Regions from separate parts of the Lactuca sativa genome. Here region 2 is linked to region 1. The links are chromatin contacts, called in public Hi-C maps. All regions are on one chromosome and are shown on one strand. The core of a region is the stretch at or near the end of the contact, and the rest is flanking DNA. Distances in the headings are between cores, read along the strand shown.

Evidence for each region. A called contact is a pair of places that touch in the nucleus more often than the background predicts.
Region 2: a Hi-C map of leaf shows a contact between it and region 1, with 6 times the contacts expected there. The contact joins the promoter of LOC111881081 here to the promoter of LOC111886028 in region 1. A contact is called at or near these places in 3 of 4 Hi-C or Micro-C datasets (leaf and seed).

What each region holds. Positions count from the first base shown.
Region 1 is chr1:82,013,566-82,019,476 of Lsat_Salinas_v11, forward strand. LOC111886028 (aquaporin PIP2-2) reads left to right here and starts at 2,619. Exons shown (of 4, transcript XM_023882267.3): 1 at 2,619-2,985; 2 at 3,123-3,418; 3 at 3,528-3,668; 4 at 3,762-4,139. The coding sequence starts at 2,667. The coding sequence ends at 3,875.
Region 2 is chr1:82,158,939-82,164,849 of Lsat_Salinas_v11, forward strand. It overlaps LOC111881081, which reads left to right and starts at 2,937. Exons shown (of 1, transcript XM_023877473.3): 1 at 2,937-3,493. The coding sequence starts at 2,968. The coding sequence ends at 3,375.

The DNA.
Region 1 (5,911 bases), core at 1,369-3,868:
GCTACTAACAACAATGCAATTTGAAATTTATCATACCTTGATGCCAAATTGAGAACTTCTAAAAGTCGTCATTTTGTCACTTACAATTTACAAATAGTGTAATTAAATTATATTTATGTCACCACCGTGGTTAAATGTCTAACATTACTAGTGGGTTGTTACTATAAAATCAACTTCAACAAAGTTTCTTTATTTTTAAAAGCGTAAACAAATAACTGTATTTAATTAAGCAGTAAATAGAGTAAAAAGAAAAGATACAAGCATTTCGTCAATATTAATTATCAGCTGTAATCCCTTTTATTATATTCATTGATGTACACTTTTAACAAAAAACTAGCAAATCTGATAAATGCAGATGGGAGTTTATATGGGAAAACACTATTTAACTATATGTTCGGTATATTCAAATGATATGACAGCACAAGGAGTACTCAAACCCGATAAAACAAGGCTAATAGGAGCAACCTAAAACAAAGATGCAAATTATTCATATGATAAGACATCGTATTTACGTAAAATGTGTGTATGTTAAATATACTTATTATTATTATTTTTTAATATTGTGTTTATATTTAATTTACATGCGGGTTTATCTTTATAGACAAATTGGTTTGTCTTTTTGGGAGTTAATAAATAACGGCATGTTTGGGATTGCTTCTTAAAATGTTTATTGGTTTTTTTGAAAAGGTTAGGTATTCTTGGCCTTATGAAAAAACATTTTTTTTGCCTTTAAAACTAGTGTTTGCCAAACATTTTTTTTTTAAATTATTGACTTTTTAAAAAACAATAAGTTAATAACTCATTTTAAAAGACATTTCCAAGCAACCTAGATGATAAACCATGTAACATGATAAAATTCTAAATTTCTTTTGTTTTGAAGTTGTTACAACTCTTAAGCCAAAATTTAGGCTCTTCTATATATATATATATATATATATATATATATATATATATATATATATATATATATATATATATATATATATATATATATATATATATATATATATATATATATATATATATATATATAATTTCATGTCTAACTCATGAACAAGTCTAGACAAAGAAGTTCGACGTTAAATTTTCTCAACTTTAATATGGCTTGGGTATGTGATTTTTTATCTCAGTTTTATGCCGAAATATCATGCTATGATACGAAAAAAAATATTCAAATGCAAAAGTTCGATTAAAAAAAAAGATGTGCAACACTTTTAATTTTATCGTTTAAGACGAGTTATTTAGCTACACAATAACACAAACCATAAAATGTTTGAAAAAGAGCCGTTAACACAATTTGCGGGGCCTTGAAAATGACAAATTATTTTTTCTTAATAGTGGGCGGCACATATTTTAAAAAAGCGAACCAAAGTAACAACGGTTTCATCATATATCATCCATCTCTTCTTTGAAGTAACCTTATTTTTTATTGATTATTATTAAAATAAAATATTATTTGAATAATTTATCCTTATAAAATATATAATTTAAAAAAAGGAGTTTTAGAAGTTTAGCAATTAATAAGAAAAACATTAATTTAAAAAAAATCTTTAATTGTTAATAAAATTAGTCTCTAACTAAAAATAGTCAATCAAACAGTAGATGATTAAGTAAAGCTATGGTTTCGTAATTACCTATGGGTTGGGGACTTTCGAAGCTAAAAACCTACGGTCCAAGGCTAATGGAATACGGTTTTGGATCTCATCTAGAGTTTAAGGATCGATTAGTCTATAATATATAAAGTTAATAAATTTTCATTCGGGTCATTTGGGTGTTTGAAGCAAGAGAAACGCTCTCAATGACTGCTTTGAACAACTAATTTTTCTTCGTAAATTTTATTTTTTTTTCTTTCTATCGTTTACCTTGAAATCTAATAATATTGGATATAATTTTTTTACAAAAAAGAAAATTAAATATCAAAACCCTAAGTGCGGTATGCCACCTATATTGTATAATCTGCTAATGCACAAAATGTGCACTAGCATTTGTACATCATAGATGACATACCTCATCTACAGTTTGGGATGTTTATTTATTTATTCTAACATGTATAGTGATATAATTTTATTATGTGGTATGTTATTTATGTTGATTCAACAGTATGAACAAAATAACAATTAAATGCAAAGAACGAAACAATATGTTACTTGTATGTAACAGTAGATGAAGCCTATCACCTATGGTTTTGTTCTTGGTATTCATTCAAACACCAATGAGTAATTTTGTTTAGAGCATGCCATAGGAGAGTAAATCACCTAGATGAAATACAATTTGTTTGTTATTTTTGGCTAATTGAAAAAATATTTGGACATTAAGTGAAAAAATAATAAGGAATATAGCTAATTTTCTCTATTTTTAATGATCAAAAATTCATAAGCATAGTTAAATAAATAAATAAATAAAGATCTAAAATTCATGATAAATTAAGGTCTAATGCTGATTTTAGTCATTTTACAATAATAATAGTCAAGGAAATAAGAAAATATTAAGGGAAATTTTTCATATAAATTTTTTAATTAAAAAGCACTTAAATTATGTTAAGCCATCAATAATGGAAGCTTAATCACTATGGTTTTTCTCTCACTACCTTCCATAAATACCACCTATCACAACACACTCCACTCACAAAACCATTATCACTTCTCAGTTCTCTCGACCTGAAAGCCATGACTAAAGACGTTGAAGTGGCGGAGCACCACGGCGGCGGCGGCGAATACACCGCCAAGGACTACCACGATCCACCTCCTGCCCCCTTCTTTGACGCTGACGAACTCACCAAATGGTCCTTCTACAGAGCACTCATTGCCGAGTTCGTCGCCACTCTCCTCTTCCTCTACGTCACTGTTTTAACAGTCATCGGTTACAAAAGCCAGACCGATCCTGCTTTGGACCTCGATCAGTGCGGCGGCGTCGGAATTCTCGGCATCGCCTGGGCCTTCGGCGGCATGATCTTCATCCTCGTCTACTGCACCGCCGGTATCTCCGGTAAGTATATATAATCTCAACTCTCAAATTCTCAATCATCAATTCGTCTTCACTTTAGCAAAATCACTTCGAACTACTGTTTGATTTTTGTAAAGAGAGATGAAGCTAACTAACTTCTGCTTGCTAAAATACGCCAGGAGGACACATTAACCCTGCTGTGACATTCGGTTTGTTTTTGGCGAGAAAGGTGTCGTTGATTAGGGCTGTAGGTTACATGATTGCACAGTGTTTGGGAGCAATTTGTGGTGTAGGGTTAGTGAAAGCTTTCCAGAGCTCATACTACGACCGGTACGGCGGCGGAGCCAACGAATTGGCCGACGGTTACAATAAGGGCACCGGACTCGGTGCTGAGATCATCGGCACCTTCGTCCTTGTTTACACTGTCTTCTCTGCCACCGATCCCAAGAGGAGTGCACGAGACTCCCATGTTCCTGTAAGCACCTTATCATCTCTCTCTGTTCTTCGACGATAGTTTAAAAAACTAGAAATTCACCAATGATGGATACTAACTATATTCTACTTTAAAAAATGGAAATATGAAGGTATTGGCACCACTTCCCATCGGTTTCGCTGTTTTCATGGTGCACTTGGCCACCATTCCGATCACCGGCACCGGCATCAACCCGGCGAGAAGTTTTGGCGCCGCCGTGATTTACAACAAGGCGAAGGCATGGGATGATCAAGTATGTATTTTTTGCTTTTTCTTTTCTTAATTTCTTTAAATTTACTTTTTATTTAATTATATGAATTAATATAATTATTAATTCCAAATTTAGTGGATCTTCTGGGTGGGACCATTCATCGGAGCATTGGCCGCCGCCGTCTACCACCAGTTTGTACTGAGAGCCGCCGCAATCAAGGCACTTGGCTCTTTCAGAAGCAATGCTTGAGCTTGAAAGATGTTCATCCATGGCTGTTCATGCCTTGTAGATATCTTTGCAAATTCCCCTTAAAAGAATTGGGTTTCATGTAATTGTTATTTATTTTCTTCGTGTCTTATTTATGTGAATTGTAAGCGTTCGTTTTTTTTTTTTTTTCTTTTTTAATTTTGATTTTGTGATCCAAGTATTTCAAGATCAAAAGGTGTGGAAATATGTAATTTAAGAGCTCGTGTTCTTATCATAAAATTTATGAAAAAAAAAATGTTTGGTTCATTCAACATTTGAAAAGGCTCACAACTAATTAATACGGTTATATTTATGATTTAACAAAAAACTAAGATACATTTTCTTCTTTAAGTGAGCAATGTGTAATTGTATAATTCTAATATACATTTTTAATGATCAATATAAAATGTTTTAGGTGATATTAATTTCAAGATATGCAAATATAAATAGTGGTTTCTAGAATTGTTCTTATCTTGAAACATATGTACATACATATAAGCCAAATTCGTGAGCTGTGAAACCACAATGGAAAGTGGCAGCAAAGTGCTATATATGTGATGATAAAAAAAACATAATTTACAATTATAACAATGATGATTGATGATAAGATCCACTGATTTATACATATATAAGAACTACTTTTGGACTTTAAAAAAGAAAAAAAATTCCTATCCCGACAACCTACTATTATGTCTTTATCTCTCTCTAAAACAAGTCATTTACTTTCTTTGATGAATTAATATCCATTATCCTTTAAGCATATTCTTTAAATAACTAGAATTCTCTTATCTTCACTTTTGTTATTCTATAAACAAGATAAGGTCAATAACACTACCACACATCACATCCATTATATAATATTTGAATAAAATATGTGTAATTACTAAGAATATATTGAAATTCATTTACCAAATATAAATAAACAAAAACGTCTATATCTATCACAAGCCTTAAAAATTAAAATCCACATGGTTCCACATATCTAATGGGGTTTCCTTGCTTTTTTGCATTTGCTTTTAAGTTGGTTGATAGTAGATATGTTTTCTATAGATGGCAAATGTTGTTTTTTGTACTTATCATATTTATTGCCTTACGTCAATATTCATCAGATTTAGAAGGCCTCATGAATATCAATTGTAGATAAACATTAAGGTGTTCATTAGATTAAGTTCTTATATAGCTTTCCGAATCATAGAACGATAGAGACAAAAAAAAAAATCGCATTCATTCGATTTACCAAGTGTGTGCTGCCTCTGGCCGAAAGAAATCGGTATTCAAAACCCAAATTATGAAATACTCAAAAGTAAGTTTCCTACTTTTTTTGAAGTTTGAAATTCAGTGTATAATTGACGAAAATCAAATTTTCAAACCTCCGTTGGAAACGTGAAATTATGTTTCCATTGAAATAAGTTATTTTCGTGATTGTCTTGCATTCTTGTTGTTAGATGTTGATGGTAATGTTTTTTACATCTTCAAATTTTAGGGTAATTAGATTGGTTTTTTTTTTTTTTTTCTTTTTGTTGTTGAATAATTAGGGTCATATGGGGAAGAAAGGAGAAAGTAGAAATGAAATTATTTAAGTTCATTTCCTGTGGGGGCCGTAGTCATCTCTAATAGCTAATTTACTTTATTTTTTGTTGTTTTTCAAAGATTTTTGGCGCTTGAATTCCATTGCCGTCATTCTTTTGTTGTTCTTGTTTCTTTTTGGTGATTGTTTCTATTGTGTTCTTAACAAGTTATAGCAGATGACCTTTACCAAACATTACTATTATTGCAAATATGTATATGAAATGGAGAGTGCTTTTTTATATTCATTTGGTGGTGAATGTTTACAACATTAGAGATGTATTCCCTTTTAATTTAAACTAGGGAAGAATCTCGCGTTGCGGGTGTTGAAGTTGCGGCGGTTAGAGGGTATTTCTTAGCTTTTTATTAAAAAACAGGAGCAACAAACTATACAACGATTTAAAATATACTGCTCTAATTTTTCCTAAGTTCCTATAAGAAAAAGTAATATTAAATGTCGGTAATTTTACAAA
Region 2 (5,911 bases), core at 1,687-4,186, 150 kb after region 1:
ATCTCGATTTACAAACGCATTCCGACTTTCCGATTCTAATCTCCGAAACGCTCTCTTGCATTCTGACACACTCCGAATTTCCAATTCTGATTTTTGACAAGCATTTCAAACTCCGACTTAAGATATGTAACATGATCACGATGAACGAGAGTGTGGTATAATATAATTGTGTTTGGATTGCATTACCTAAGTAATAGTAATTTATAATACAATGTTGTTTGATGATTAATTAATTCAAACCTTTTGTGTAGCTTAACATTCTAATCAGTATACTAGTTGCTCATTGGTTTTTGGGTGTTTTGGATTTGAATACATTCAAAATGACTATTCACGATTGTCATTGGAAGAACGACTATTGTTTAGAAGATGAGATTTGATTTATAGGTATGTGAGCCCGCATCCACAAACTGCTAGTGGGTATCAATTACTAGGGGTACCGAATCAACTGATGCAATCCCAGTTAAGAGTTCCAACATGACCATTGAAAAGACCCCAGACGTACCATAACAGATTAACAGTAAAGGGGTTGTGGATGTTTTTGTGTTGGTTCCTGGAGATGTTTATCGCCGGGAATTCGTATTTTATAAAGGATAAAGACGGTCCATGGGCTATGTCATATCGTGAACGATTGACGAAATTTTTTTGGGGTATGAGGATAAAGTCCATTTGAACATTGTACTATTATTTAAAAAAAATTTAAGTTTATCAATTCATAGTTTTTTTTTTTTTTTTTTTTTTTTTTTTTTTTTTTTTTTTTTTTTTTTTTTAGATTTTAAGATTCCATGCACTAGATTTTATAAAAAGAAATATTATACGAAATCACCAAACACGTATTATAGATAAAAGATGACTATTTCAGAATGGTTGTCCAGAAATCTACTTTGATATACCGGAGATCGCTCCGGAATGACCTATTCCAAACAAAATGGTTATTTTACAAAAACAAAAAAATTAGGTTATTTTCTTCAAAGACTTCATTTATATGGGTTAGATTATTCAATCTCCCTAATATTTATTGGATAGTATTAAATTAAAACAAGGTTTTAAAAGTTTTGGACTATATCGATAATATCAAAATACAATTTGATGAATTTTTTTATTGTTACTCGGTTAATGCTCAAAACATGACAAAAAACGTAAATTTCCATAATCTTTTAGTTTTTATCCACGATTATTCTAACCACTTAATTATATTACACCTAATTAGTGTATAAAATCAAAAAAATTTCTTGAAAAATTGCAACTTTAAACACTTCGAAATTGACATTGCGGACATAAGTAGGGATATTCTTTAAAAAATGGAAAAAAACCAAAAAATAACTCCGAAATTTGAAGATTAAATCCGAAATAGAGCATTCGGGAGTAAGAACTCTGGAATATGAACAGTAGTTCGGAGTGAGACATTCCAAAAAAAATTGTTATTTTTCAAAAAATGAAATATAAGTTAGTTTACTAAATTTCCCTTAACTCATTCTATATATACTTAATTTCCCTTACCTCATTCTATATATTTAATTCATTGAAAAAAAACCTAATAAATATTCAACATTGCCATTTTTCTATTTAATATATCTAGTTACACTATTTTCTCACAATGAAATCTACATTTTGATAATTTAATGTGTCCATAAACATGGTTTTGTTTAAGTAAATTCTCATTTTATTTGAATTTGACAATCTTAGACGAATTAAAATTTAGATAGTAAATTTTGCAAATCAGTTAATGTTGATCTACCTAAATTTCCACCTCCAGTATTTGTGTTGATCATGAGAGTATGTAAAGTGAAACAACATTTTTATTCTATGGATGTTCAATCGCACAGATCTTGTGACTCACTCATGCTTCTTGTGGAAATGTTAAATGGCACCACCATCACCACACCACACCACCACCACCATAAATGTCTACTATTTATTTCACACACTTTTATCATGAATCTTATATAAGGAGACGTAACATGATAACAAAAAGTCTGAAAATAAGAAATGAGATGATGTATTCTTCAAGTAAAGCCTTTTCTAATGTTAAAAAAAAAGTTTACAAAATTTGTTTTTTTTATAATCAATACTTTTACGCCTACATGCAACAAATGTATTCATTCGATTTGATGTAGGTTCCCACCCTGTAATAATGGTGAATGCCAATACAAAGCCAAAAGAGGCTGTCATAATATAATTACACACACACATATGCCATCACTACTTGCCCTTTTGAATACTATTTCGCTCATGACCTTTGCTGGCCCTTTAAGCTAAGCAAAGTAGCAAACCCCCATATTGGTTTTCACTTTTACCCTCCTTCAACTCAAATTATAACATCATGTCAATTATCAATACCCATTACTTCAATACAAATAATTAACTTGTTTAAACATTGATTACATTCAAAATCCCTCAAGGTCTTTTTCAATTAAATACATCACCAAGTACTTGTTTACTTTTGACTTAATAAACTTAATTTGATACGACTTAATCCCGATACATATACATGACAAAGACATTTCCTATTTTACTTTAAGTGAGAGAATCGTGCATTTATCTATTCTTATGTGTTTTTTTTTTTACCTCCATACTCTTTTATAAAACCCTCCCTTGGTTTATCTTTCTACACTCCCCACATTAGTGAATATAGTTATATAAAATAGTCATTACTACTCATATTTTGACAGCTCATTATGTACAAAAACAAACAATATTCGTTTGTCCACTTAGCAGTTTATCCATATATATCACTTAATATAGAAAAAATTCCCTAAAGAACCATGAGGTATATATATAAGTAAATAAGTAACATATACATAGTGCCACTTGTTATGATGGACGAAATAGAAACCATCATTATGCTTCCTTTTGAGGAGTTTAATGCAATCACAAAAATTGAGGCCAAAGCAACAACCAATAAACTAAGACCACCTCTATATATACCACTACCCACATCATTCTTTAGACATAAAAAAGAAAATCAAAATGGCACAAACGCACTTCCTACTTCTTCTCTTTGTTACTATCATCTCCTTCACTACAACACAATCTCAAGAAAGATCACCTCATGGCCTTGTTTACGAGAACCCAATGGCATTCTCACCATCTGCCTACAATTTCTTCCACCCAAAAGCAAACCCACCAACGATTCAAAACCCATGTGATGAAACCAGTTGTGCACCATTGCCCATGGCTGCAACTGTTCAATCGAGCTTAGCACAAGAAAGTGCATCAAGAAATGTGAAAAGTGGAAGCAAAATTGGTGCTGGAGGTGTTGCTGCTTTGATATTTGGGTTTATATTTATGGTTCTTGTAGCTATGGGTGCTTATTTTGTGGTTACAAACCGTAGAACCAAAATGGGTCGAAACAATATGGTTTTACCATCGGTTTGATGTGGCGTTTAATTTATTAGATTCTTCTCTTTTAGTTTACTTTTGAAATTTGGAGTACGAGAATATGAGATGTAACATTCTTATTGGTAATTAATGCATGTGATTTTGTATTACAATATATCTATGATTTGATTTATGCTAGAAGTTTGTAATTATAGGAAGTAAAATAGCAGAAAGTAAAATAGAAATGTAGTGCAGAGTTAACTTGGGTCAGCATGTTAGTTTGGCTGTTTAGGAATTTATTTGACTTGATCAATAATTGCATAAATGTCAACATTTTAGCTTAATACAGGAGTCTCAAACTTCATATGTTGTAAAGGTAAAAAGTTCTGGCTTCAATTAGTAGAGATCTTTACAATTAAATAACCATTTTACATTCAGAAGCTAGGGAAATTTTGATCTGTTAACCCCCTCCCCCTCCCTCGTCTTTGGAAAATCTCATATATGCTTTAAAAAAATGGATAATGTTGTAGATAATATATATAACAGAGTAAATGCAAAATAAACTTTTGACGCTAGAAATAGAAGTTTCTAGGCTAATAGGAAGCAAATCTGAAGCTAGATTAAAAATTTAGAAGAAGGGCTAACGTGTCAAATTTTGTGAAAATAGGATTGACCTTGCCTTGACTTGGTTTAGGGACCAAAGTGAGTTAGTAAGTTAGGCCAACTCCAACCACAAACACTAAAAAACACAAAAATTGTGTTCTTTTAACACTAAAATACAATTTATATTCCAACCACACACTAAAATTTTACACTAAAAATATGTTTTCATATTATTACAATAAATAACATATTTGAATAATATTAAAAGCAATGCATATATGATAAAATAATGCATTTATATTGAAAAAGTGATTTAGTGTTGGAAGAATGCTCCGCTAAATATAGCGGCCAACAAATCTTCCCACAAAAATGGTGATATTTTTAGAGGTCCATCGGAGTAAAATATAGAGGTTTTCCACCATTTTGAAGGCAGATTGGAGTTGGTCGTAGGTGGGGTTAAATAGCAATGACAGAATTGCAAAAATGGTCCCTATGGCTGGTAAAATTCTATGGTTTTTATTCAAAAAAATTTGGCGATACATTAATGGTCCAATTTCGAATATCTTATGTGGTTTTGGTCCCTATGGTTGATATTTTTGTGTGATTTTGGTTCATACTTCATACCCAACTTGAAATGACGAACATGCCCCTAAAAAGGTTTTTTTTTTTTTTTTTTTTTTTTTTTTTTTTTTTTAATTTCCTTTTATTTATTTTCATATTTTTTTTAATTAAAAAACCAAAAGAAATCCAATTCCACTCCCTTTTTGAGTCAATATCTTCTTCACCTCAACCTTACCCAAAAACCCACCATCATCAACCTTGCTGCACTATCTCAACAATCAAGGTCTACACCAGTGTGATTGTTTATCATCGTCACGCTTCATCATCATCTCCATCAGAGATACCGATGCAATTAGTAATGAAGGTTAAATCGATTTCCCTAAAATCGGAACCTAAGGCATACTCGACAATGGTTGAAGGCATACTCGACAATGGTAATGAAGTTTATACCAATTTCCCCAAAATCGGAGTTTGGCAACGACGATGATGGTCTGAGGGAAGTCTAACTTGTCTTGCCTCTCATCTCTATCGTCTCTATAACATCCAATAACTATGTTTTATCTTTGCCTACCTTATTTACTCTTGAATGGTGGCTTCTATGAGCCTCGATTACTACCTTCCTGCGTTCCATAGGGATGTTTCCTAAGTTATTATTGTAATTCAGGTCCGACTGCCTTCTTTATCCCCTCATATTTTCTTGATTTTGAGTTTCAGACTAACTATTGACTTAAAGAACCTTCTCGTGTTGCATTAGATTTGTCTTGAGGCAAAAATCAAATGCAAATTTTTATAGATTCTGATGAAAATTGACAACAACAATCTAGCTAGAGAAGATGAGGATGAGACGAGGCGGGAGTTGGATGCATCCCAAGCGGAGAAGAGGAGACAAAAGCCGGTGGTGGTAGTTTTATCGGGTCTGCAGAAGGAAAGATGGGGGTGAGGGTGGGATATGATGTTTGTGGTGGGGTGTGGTGGCAGTCGATGTTGATGATGGTAGCAGTCAATAGTGGCAGTCGGTGGTGATGGTGGCAAACATTAGCGATGATGTGTTTCTTGAGTGTGTGTATGTGCATGTGTGTGTGTGTTTGTTGAGAGATATGGAAAGAGAAATGGGTTGGGTGAACATTTTTTTATACTTTTGTTTAAAATTAAAAAATATAAATTAAATCAATTTATGTATTTAATTCAAGAAAATGAAAAATTTAAATTATAAGTGCATAATTATCTTTTTAAGTGTATAGGGACCAAAAAACAATCTAATAGTGTGAAGAGAGATCGGTGGCTATTAGACCATTTTTGGACCACAAAAACGTTTTGGACCAAAACCACATAGTTTTGCTGACCATAGGGACCATTTTTGCCATTTTGTCAATAACAATCTAATAGTGTGAAGAGAGACCGGTGGCTAGTTGTGGTCAAAGGCGAAAAA